2 separate regions of the Triticum aestivum genome follow, and region 2 is linked to region 1. Evidence: chromatin contacts called from public Hi-C data. All regions are on one chromosome and are shown on one strand. The core of a region is the stretch at or near the end of the contact, and the rest is flanking DNA. Distances in the headings are between cores, read along the strand shown.

Region 1 (4,636 bases), core at 760-3,259:
AACGGTAATTGCTCTCTTAATTTTCAAGCTTCTAGGCTATACTGTAGTCAGGTCAAAATTAGTCTATGTGTGTCAGGGTGAAATGTTACTCTCTCTCTCTCTCATTGTAATGTCACTCTCTATATTGTTACTCTCCCTCTCTGTAATGACCACCGATATGACTTATTTTTAAAACATGTGACCCCTTGATTTGCATCATGAATCTCTTTTTTAACAGTATATGTGTGTCAGTGTGATGAATTTAAAGGCATATATCAGACACGGTAGATGATGAGCCGCCAAAGTATGTATGGTCCCTTGCAACGCACGGGCAATTAACTAGTCAACGGAAAATATGGAGTTTTACGGGCCTTGGCGCCCACCCCACCAGTTAAAATTGGGGGAGGGGGCGGTTAAATAGGAGGAGAGGTTAACTTTTGCCAATTGAAACACGACAGGTCTGCCCGTCTGTACAACTTGTCCGTGTGCAGTCCATGTGTCTAGCATTCTTTTTTGCCTTGACCGTCACTTCCCAATGCCCGCGAGGTGTGTTGTGTTGAGAGTGTTAGAGACTTGTGCTATCACTTTCTCCTCCGGCAAACACAACTGTGACCGCGGACACGGTCCCATTGTGGGGCAGCCGGGCTACTCTCGTCGTCGCCCATGCATACGGGCGCGGGCGCCGGCAAGCTCCGAGCGGGACGCGCGCGGTGACTCGCAGCACGAGGGTGATCGGGTATCGCGATGCGAGCGTATGGCAGCCGTGCCGTGCCGTGTGGAGCGTACGTGCACGTCCATGTCCATCTTTTCAACCCGAATCCTCCTTGAATTGGTTCCGTGATGTGCTTCGTCACGAGCGTGACATGACCCTCCCTCCCCGCAGAAACTAGCCCAGCAATTGAAGTCGCCGGCCGGGCGGCCTCGCGTCCGTGACAGGGGAAAGGGACGGGGCGGCGCGCTGGCGTTGCCGAACCGAGCGGCCCATGCCCGTGGCCGTGCGCGCGCGCCCTGGCAGAGGCGGCTAGGCAAGCCAGCGCACGCGAGCCGCGTGAGTGACTTGCAAGGTGTCATGGGCACTCGACGGGCGACAGATCGACTGGGATCGTGAGGGGTACGATCAAACCATCACGCCGAATGCATGAGACACGCGGTGCGTAGAACCATGGATCGGTCGGTCAGCCGTCGGCAGTTCGGAGCTCCGCCAGAAAGTTCGATCACGTGCACGCTGATCGTGCATGGTCTAGTACGCCTTGCAGCCAAGGCCTAGGCATGGTCGATGCGCCGCCGTTCAGTGCTTGCAAATATGTCCCGATAACCTAATCGGCGACCTGGCTTTCAAAAAAGGCACATACTCCTCCAGAACAACGTATTTTTTCGAGAAGGGGTATACCCCAGAAGTATTTTTTTCACATGCAAATGCAAAGAAGTAGTGGTAAAAATACATGGACGTGGACATAATATTATCTTTTTTAAACATTAGTACAGACACGAGCTGACGAGCGCTCATATACACGCGCATACACTCACCCCTATGAACACACACACGCACACTCTATTCGTATGAGCACCTCCGAAAGACTGATCTGACATATCATCTTTGAAATTTACGAAATCACCTCGTCGTCGACAGAGACGTCTCCTCCCACTGAACACGCAACGCCGGAAATCCTGCAATAAATTCAAAAATAAATGCGAGCATCAAAATTTAAACCCACAATCCTCAAACCATTCAACCACAAGTTAAGTTTGATTCGACGTAGTAATATTCTCGAATCGTTCCTTGCTATCACAACGAACGGATTCTCTGAATAGAACAACGTAGCCACCGTACGCAACGAAGGCGTGTTGGAATCTTGGCTCCCGTGCCGTCGGCCTCGACGAGGTTGGAGCGTAGCGCGCGTCGCTACTCGCCCGGCACTCATTCCCCCTCCACAACTCGCCAAGCGACGAACCTTTCTCCGATCTTTTCCGCTTTTAGATTTTAGTTAGCGCCGTACGTGCATTACGCCGTTGCTTTCTGCTGCAAGAAGGGCTATGCTGCATACGGCGCCGAAGCAGTCCCAGTCCGGTCCTAGAAGACAAGATCGCCTAGGACGGCCTGGAAAGCGAAACCAGAGCTTGCGCGAAAACTACGTCGCCGGGCGGCGCCATCGCCGTGACAACGGACGCAATTTATTCTTTCTTTTCCTCTTGGATGGACATGGACATCGCGACGGTGCATCGGCGTTGGCATCGAAAAAGTGTTTGCCGGGCGGGCGCGCGCGTCGACCGGCGGGTTCGTGAATGGCCGCGGGGACTCGGGACGCGACGCAGCGCGACATGGCCGATTGTGAGCCGCCGGTTACCAGAGGAGCACCTGGATTGTTTAGAGCTAAACTAGCTTCGGAGGTGTGACCGTGTGACACCGGAGTATGGGACTTCCCTCGTAGCCACGTGACGGCATGCCAACTTGCCAAGAATAGAAAAGGCTATGACACGATCAACTATTCCGGAATGTATGGTATGGTACTACTTGTTTTGTCCCGTCACATTTAGAAACACGTTATTCTTTTTCTCCGCAAGGGTTAGGTCGCCTTCGTTGTCATCGATTTTCTCTTCTTTTGAACATGCAGACGCCCACATGCACACGCAAACGCGGACCCTATAAACGCACCCACGCACAGCTATTTTTATGGACATCTTCAAGATACTGGCCGGCATATCATCTTAAAATTAATGAAATTATCACAGATGCCTCCATAATCATTAGTAATGTACTAACGTCTCCATCTCATCGAACGGTAGAGCCAGGGAAATAGAACGAGAAGGGCCGAGTGTGGCAAATCCTTGTTAGGGAGGGCCAGCTAGTTAGAACACACCACTTTCTCTTTCCTCCTCCACAAAAAAAGCTCTTCTCACGCTGGCGCCGCCAGCGGTCCGTCCCATCTCCAATGGCCTCTAGGCCATGGATGTGCGGAGCATCTCAGCCCCTCGCTGCTGGGAGTGACCCATTCTTGTTGTTTTTAGATTCAGCGTCTTGGTTGGCATTGTGTAGCGGCACGATGTCCCTTAGTAGGAATAATGCCTCCCACGCTCCATCCCCATCCCGATGGTGCATCTAGCATCCTTGGAGGGCATGTGAAGGTTTGTCTTCGTTGGATCTTGCGGGATTCGGTCGATGCTAGTCTTCGGTGGATCTATTTGGATCCGGTCTTCGTTCGTCTTCGTTTAGGTGTTTACAGGTTTGATGCTTTTGATCTACGACTTTCTTCATCGGCGTTGGTTGATAATCTGGTGCGTTGGTCCTATGGGGCCTTAGCACGACGACTTCCCGACTGTCAACTACAACAAATGTTTGCCCAGCTCCGGTAGGTGAGGGGCGATGACGACGGTGCACATTCGGCTCGGTCCAGTGCTTGTAGTCGTCGCTAGGTGGTCCACGAACATGATTGTAATTTGTATTAACTTTATTGTTCTTTGTACTGCCATGATTGAAGATGTATAGATTGGAAGTTTCTTGAAAAAAAAAAGAATACGCCACTCTAACAACAATTACTCATCAATGAACATGCATATTAGGCTCAACACAATAATGTTTGGGGGCAGGGCCCTGCTGGTCTCCCTATCTTCATCACTGGCATTAAATAAACATCGTCCAATAGCTTGAAATAAACCTAGAAAAATGTGAACAAGATAGATTTATAAGGGATAGAGTATTCTAAATAATTAGTAAAACGAATAAAAGTCTGACGGTTGGCAATATGAACCCTCTCACTCCTTGGCACCTATGCAGATGTTTTTTTCTAAAAAATAGCTAACTCGGGTATACGTTACTCTTACGGTAAATTATACCAGCAATATATTAATTCAACAAGGATTTTCTCAATATACTCTCTACTACTTAAAAAGCAGGCTATTTTTTCCCTGTCGACTGAATGTTTCATTTGCCGATTCTCTCCGCTCCCACCATATTTCTTCATCAATTTTTTTCATCCAGCTTTCTTTTTCTTCCATCATGCCCTTTGTCCGCACCTTCTAGGTATGCTAAGTAATCATCTTAATTTATTTATCTTCTAAAGTAATTACACCTTAATTTACTTACCAAACTTTTTTTTATCAAACTATGAGATAATCGCAGGCAGATTTGGTAATCATTTACTTACACAATTGTATTAGTATGGACATGTAGATCACAAACCAACAAACTATAATATCTATATCCAATTGCAACAAGCAGACATTGTCCTAATCTCTTATCTCTCATCTTTTATACTATTTAAAAAGAATGTAACTCTACTCCTAAGGGGAAAGTTGGTAGTCTCTTCTCACAGGTTTACTTTTGCTTCCGCTCCCACCACCTCCACTTCTTTATTTTTTCCTCACCTCCAACCATCCCCTTCTATTATAAAACGAAATCTCATTAAAGGGGATCTTGTTTTGTGCTTACTTTGGCAGGTGTTAATTCCATTCAATCACGTAAATAAATAGGTAATTAAGAATTCAGAAATCACACACCATATATGTGAGATCACCTTTCTAAAAGACAGACATAAGATTTTTCTCGATTACCTTTCAAAACAAAATAATATATTCCTCAATGTGCTGCCATTTATTATTATCATTATCTCTACTATAAATGACAATCATAACTTTCCTAATACAACAAAAATAACATATC
Region 2 (4,636 bases), core at 1,379-3,878, 150 kb after region 1:
GATCTCCTCTTGCCTTTCCCTAGTTTACCCTCTCGTTTGCTCTCGTTAGGTATTTCGCCGTGGCCGAGAACCGCCGTCCATCATTGCCATTGCAGGGGTAGCCACTGAGCTCCTTGGATTGACCCCGTGGCACATGCCCGAGCCTTCAGCTCTTCTTCCGCGTCGCGGGGCCACTCCCTCTCTGGCTCTCCAAGCCCACGCACGTGCCACACCGCGTCCGTCGCGCCCGCCGTTGCCATCACGCTCGCCACAGCCACCGCACCACTGTGCCCAGCGCGACGCACACCCTGGTCGCGCGTCACACTCTCGCTGGCTGCGCTCGCCCCGTCTGCTGCAGCCTATCCCTTCGCTCACCCCGCTGTCACGCCCCTGCCTCGCGCCGCCTCCTGTCGCGGCCATCTTCTGCCGGCCGCCCCTTAGCCACGCCGGCCGCATCTTTGCCCCCCACCATCGGCCGCTCGCCTCGCCTGCTGCATGCTTCTTCCTGCTGCTATGCGCTGCTCTACCACTGGTACGCTGTTGTGCCATGCCCTCGACACCGTCGTGGACAAACGTGGCGGAGGGATTGTCAATGGAGTACGAGGAGGAGGTGGCGGAGAAGGTGTGGAGAGGCAAGAGCTCTAGGGTGGCGTCAGCTGACTATGGTGGAGGTGATTATGCGATAAGGAGCCGGAGCGGAAGGAGAGGTCACAATTGGAAAGAATCACAAAAAAAATCATAACCCGGAGATCTCATTCCAAAAAAATGCTAATATCGATGGAGGGGTGATTTCCTTCAATAGGTGGGAAACATAGGAAATATTGGATGTTATCAAGGAAAGGTAAAAATTTAGGAAAGTTAGGATTTTGAACTGATTTCTATGCAAATGAGGTTTTATTGTTTGGTAACATGATATCAGTACCTGCCTGTTTGTGACGTGTCTGATTAGAAAAGTTTGCAAATGTTAAGAAACTATTTATTGGGAGGAAAGTTTGTGACGTGTATGTTATTTGTTTCCTAAAACAAATTTCACTAATGAGAGAAATCGATTGATTTAGATAAGTTAGGAAAGTTAGATTCAAATCTATTATTTGTTTCTTAAAATTTTGTTATTTGTTTCCTAAGACAAATTGAATCAATAAAAGGAATCGATTGATATGAATAATTTAAGGAAGTTAGATCCGTGATTTGTTATATGTTAGGAAAGTCCTGATTTTAATAAAGAGTGGAGAGAAAAATAAACCGATGAACCAGGATGGGAGGGGGTGGTGGGAAGAGAGACGGGAAAAAATCAGCGAAAATAAACCGTGGAGACTATTCACCAACTGCTCCAATAGGAGTAGAGATTAGAATATATCCTGCTGGAACGCACCGACATTGTCCTAGTCTATTTTTCTATCTATCTATCTATCTATCTATACTTACTTACTTAAAAAGGAATGCAAGGTTTCATGTTTCACTTTTCTTTCCACCACGCCTTCACTTAATTTACTTACCTTCTGAACCAATTTCACTTTAGTTGACTTACAAAATTTCTCATCAAAATATAAGGTCATCATGGGTAGAACTTGATAAATATTTATTTACACAGTCGCATTAATATAAGCACTCGTAATGAAACTTTCCCCGGATATTGTGATCCATATTTATAACCCGTTACAACGCACGAGCATTGTCCTAGTGCACAATAAAAAATTGAATTACTGGAGCAAACACAATATTAGATTATGTTTTTGTATTTCACCCATCTGGCAAGTTGAGGTGAACCCTACGATAAAAAACCTACTAGTTTGTGTGAATATTTCCCTCCCGCCGGGAAATCTAACTAGAGAATCGTCCTGCTTGGCATTCCATAGAGACCATATGCGCAGACCTGGTATATTTTCAATAGTATCCCTCTTCTGAAAAAACTAACCCAAGACCCATCCACCTTAGGGCATCTCCAACAGCTCCTATCTAAAAAATAATCACCATTTACTGGATGCTGGGTCAACAAACCCTCCCGAACAGTTCCATAAATTGACCATAACTTTAGAGGATCCCGTAAAATTGGTTCTTTCTTCCCGCTAAAATTTTGGCGGGACAGTAACCACCTAAAACCTCACCACGCCCTACCCTCAATGCCAGAATCTCGCGGGAGCGCCGCCGCCTCACGCCATCAGCCACTTCATTGCCTCGTGCCGCCCTTCGCTGGCTGTCGTCACGAGTGTCATGGATTGACGGGCCATAAATTGACATTATCTTGAGATTGACGAAGTCGCCATAGACGCCTTGATAGTCGACGAGAACGTCTTCTCCCACTGAACGCACATCGCCGAAAGCCCTGGAATAAATTCAGAAAAATGCGAGCACCTATGTCTAGGTCTAGGACTTAACCCTGGTGGGCCGAGGATATCGCTGCCCTTCTAACCATCCAACCACATGTTGGTTTGCTAAGGGAGCTGTTTTTGGAGTTTCTCTTGGAATGCCACATAGCTAATCCATTTTCGACCGCATTTACTCCCGCAAGCCAAGTGTATGGTGCTGATTTATACAAAATCTCAAAGATACACAAGCTGCCAGGTGGCACAAGCCTCACTCTCACCCTCTTCCCTTTTGCAGTCTGGCCTACGGGCAACAGGAAAACCCCCAGCATTTTTGCGCCGGCCATCGCCACTTTTCTACACTCCCGTGGCCGCGGTGTGGAGTCGCGTTTGAATCATTCAATTCCATTCCACCCAACCTCTCCCATCCTCCATCCTTCCCCTCCCCTTCCATTCCTCCAAACTCCCATCCCCCACCCCGTCCATCACGCGCCCACACCCCCAAACCCTAGCCCCACGCGATGGGGTGCGCGCACGGCAAGTGCTGCCTGCCGCGGGGCGACGGCGGGGGGCGGCGGGAAGGCGGCGGCGTGCCGGGCGGCCGCGGCGGCTCCACCCTCGGCCGCGCCGCGGTGCCGGGCGCGGGCCTCGCGCTGGAGTACGCCACGCTGACGGTCGACGGCCTCTACCCGGACTCCCCGGGCCGGGAGACGCAGGACGCGTACCTGGTGGCCACGCGCTTCGCGGGGGACCCCGATCTCCACCTCTTCGCGGTCTTCGACGGCCACGGCGCCTGCGGGGCCGCCTGCTCCGGGTTCGCGCGGGACGCGCTCCCGCGCCTCCTCCTCCTCGCGGCCGAGGACGACGGCGCCGGCGGGAGCCTCCTCAGCACGGACCCCGCGGGGGCGTTCCGGGCGGCGATGATTGGGGTCAACGAGGAGATGCACGCGGCGCCGGCCGTGGACGACTCCATGAGCGGGACCACCGCCGTGGCCGCGCTCGTGGCCGGCGGCGCGCTCCACGTGGCCAACGTCGGGGACTCGCGCGCCGTGGCCGGGGTCTGGCGCGACGGCCGCGTCGCCGCCGAGGAGCTGTCGTGGGACCAGACGCCGTTCCGCGCCGACGAGCGCGCGCGCGTCAAGGCCTGCGGCGCGCGGGTCATGTCCGTCGAGCAGGTGGAGGGCGTGCGCGACCCGGACGCGGAGGGCTGGCTCGCCGACGAGGGGGACCCGCCTCGCGTCTGGGCCCGCGACGGGCTCTACCCGGGCACGGCCTTCACGCGCAGCCTCGGCGACCTCGCCGCCGAGGGCGTCGGGGTCATCGCCGACCCTGAGGTGAAGACCGTGGAGATCACCCCGGCCCACCTCTTCTTCGTCGTCGCAAGCGATGGCGTCTTCGAGTTCCTCTCCAGCCAGGAAGTCGTCGACATGGTGATGATTTCCCCCCTATTTAATTTCCTTGCCCCTTTGCGTTCGCTGAGGTGATCCATCTGGAAGTTAGTGTTTTACCTACCGTATACAGTATTCTTGGAAAGAAATTCGTACTGTGTGCCTGTAAACTTCTAGTGTGGTGAAACTGGTTAGCAAGTAGTAGTAGTAAATTGGTAATTAGCAGGGTGCATTTTTGCTTGAATGACTCTCAGGCACAACACCAGTTACTCATTATATTGATCCATGTCTGATTAACTAGAGCCTTGATTTAAAGCTTTGGATCTTGGAAGTAGCCAATGATAGTGAACCAACTTCTAGTGTGGTGAATGTAGGCAGCAATTAGTAAATTGGTAATTAGGAATGACTTTCAATTACAACACCAGTTACTCATATTTGTTGATTTGTTCGATTAACCTAGAGCCTTGATGTAAAGCTTTGGATTTGGAAAGTAGCCAATAGTAGTGAACCAACTGGCTTACCATGAATTCCCATTCCCTCAGTAGCACGCATGAATATCATCCCTGGCTTCCATGCATTCCAGTTTCATCAGTAGCACGCATGCTTATTAGTATAGCACATAGGAGTTGAAATTTATTGCTTTGTTGTTTTTCTTTTCTTCATATTATAACCAATGAAAAAAATAGCACGCTACAGCAAAATAGCGCCGACCTCAAAATATGCTATTAGCGTGCTATATCGTGCTATAACGTGCTATTAGCGAGACGTTGTACACTGATATATTTAGCGAGGCAATTCTCAATATGCTATAGCATGCTATTAGCGACGCTATAGCGCGCTATTTTTTCCAGTGATTATAACTAGCTGAAAGTTTCTTGGCATGTCCGCTACTACCTTTTATGAGCTAATAACATGTAGAGCAACTCCAACCATCTCCCCTGAATTTGCCTCCCAAAACCCCATTAG

The links. A called contact is a pair of places that touch in the nucleus more often than the background predicts.
Region 2: a contact with region 1 is called in a Hi-C map of leaf, with 5 times the contacts expected there. The contact joins the promoter of LOC123043975 here to the enhancer-like site in region 1. A contact is called at or near these places in 3 of 5 Hi-C or Micro-C datasets (all in leaf) and 1 of 1 datasets of contacts at active chromatin or transcription factors (leaf).

The regions. Positions count from the first base shown.
Region 1 is chr2B:146,660,587-146,665,222 of IWGSC CS RefSeq v2.1, forward strand. No RefSeq gene overlaps it. Among protein-coding and RNA genes, the nearest start is that of LOC123040865, 74 kb to the left of the region's middle. Within about 2 kb of position 2,010, at least 3 of the 8 cell types and tissues checked have an H3K27ac peak or open chromatin away from gene starts, as enhancers often do. A contact at or near this core is called in leaf, where this site is marked.
Region 2 is chr2B:146,808,947-146,813,582 of IWGSC CS RefSeq v2.1, forward strand. LOC123043975 (probable protein phosphatase 2C 65) reads left to right here and starts at 2,629. Exons shown (of 5, transcript XM_044466592.1): 1 at 2,629-3,712. The coding sequence starts at 2,804.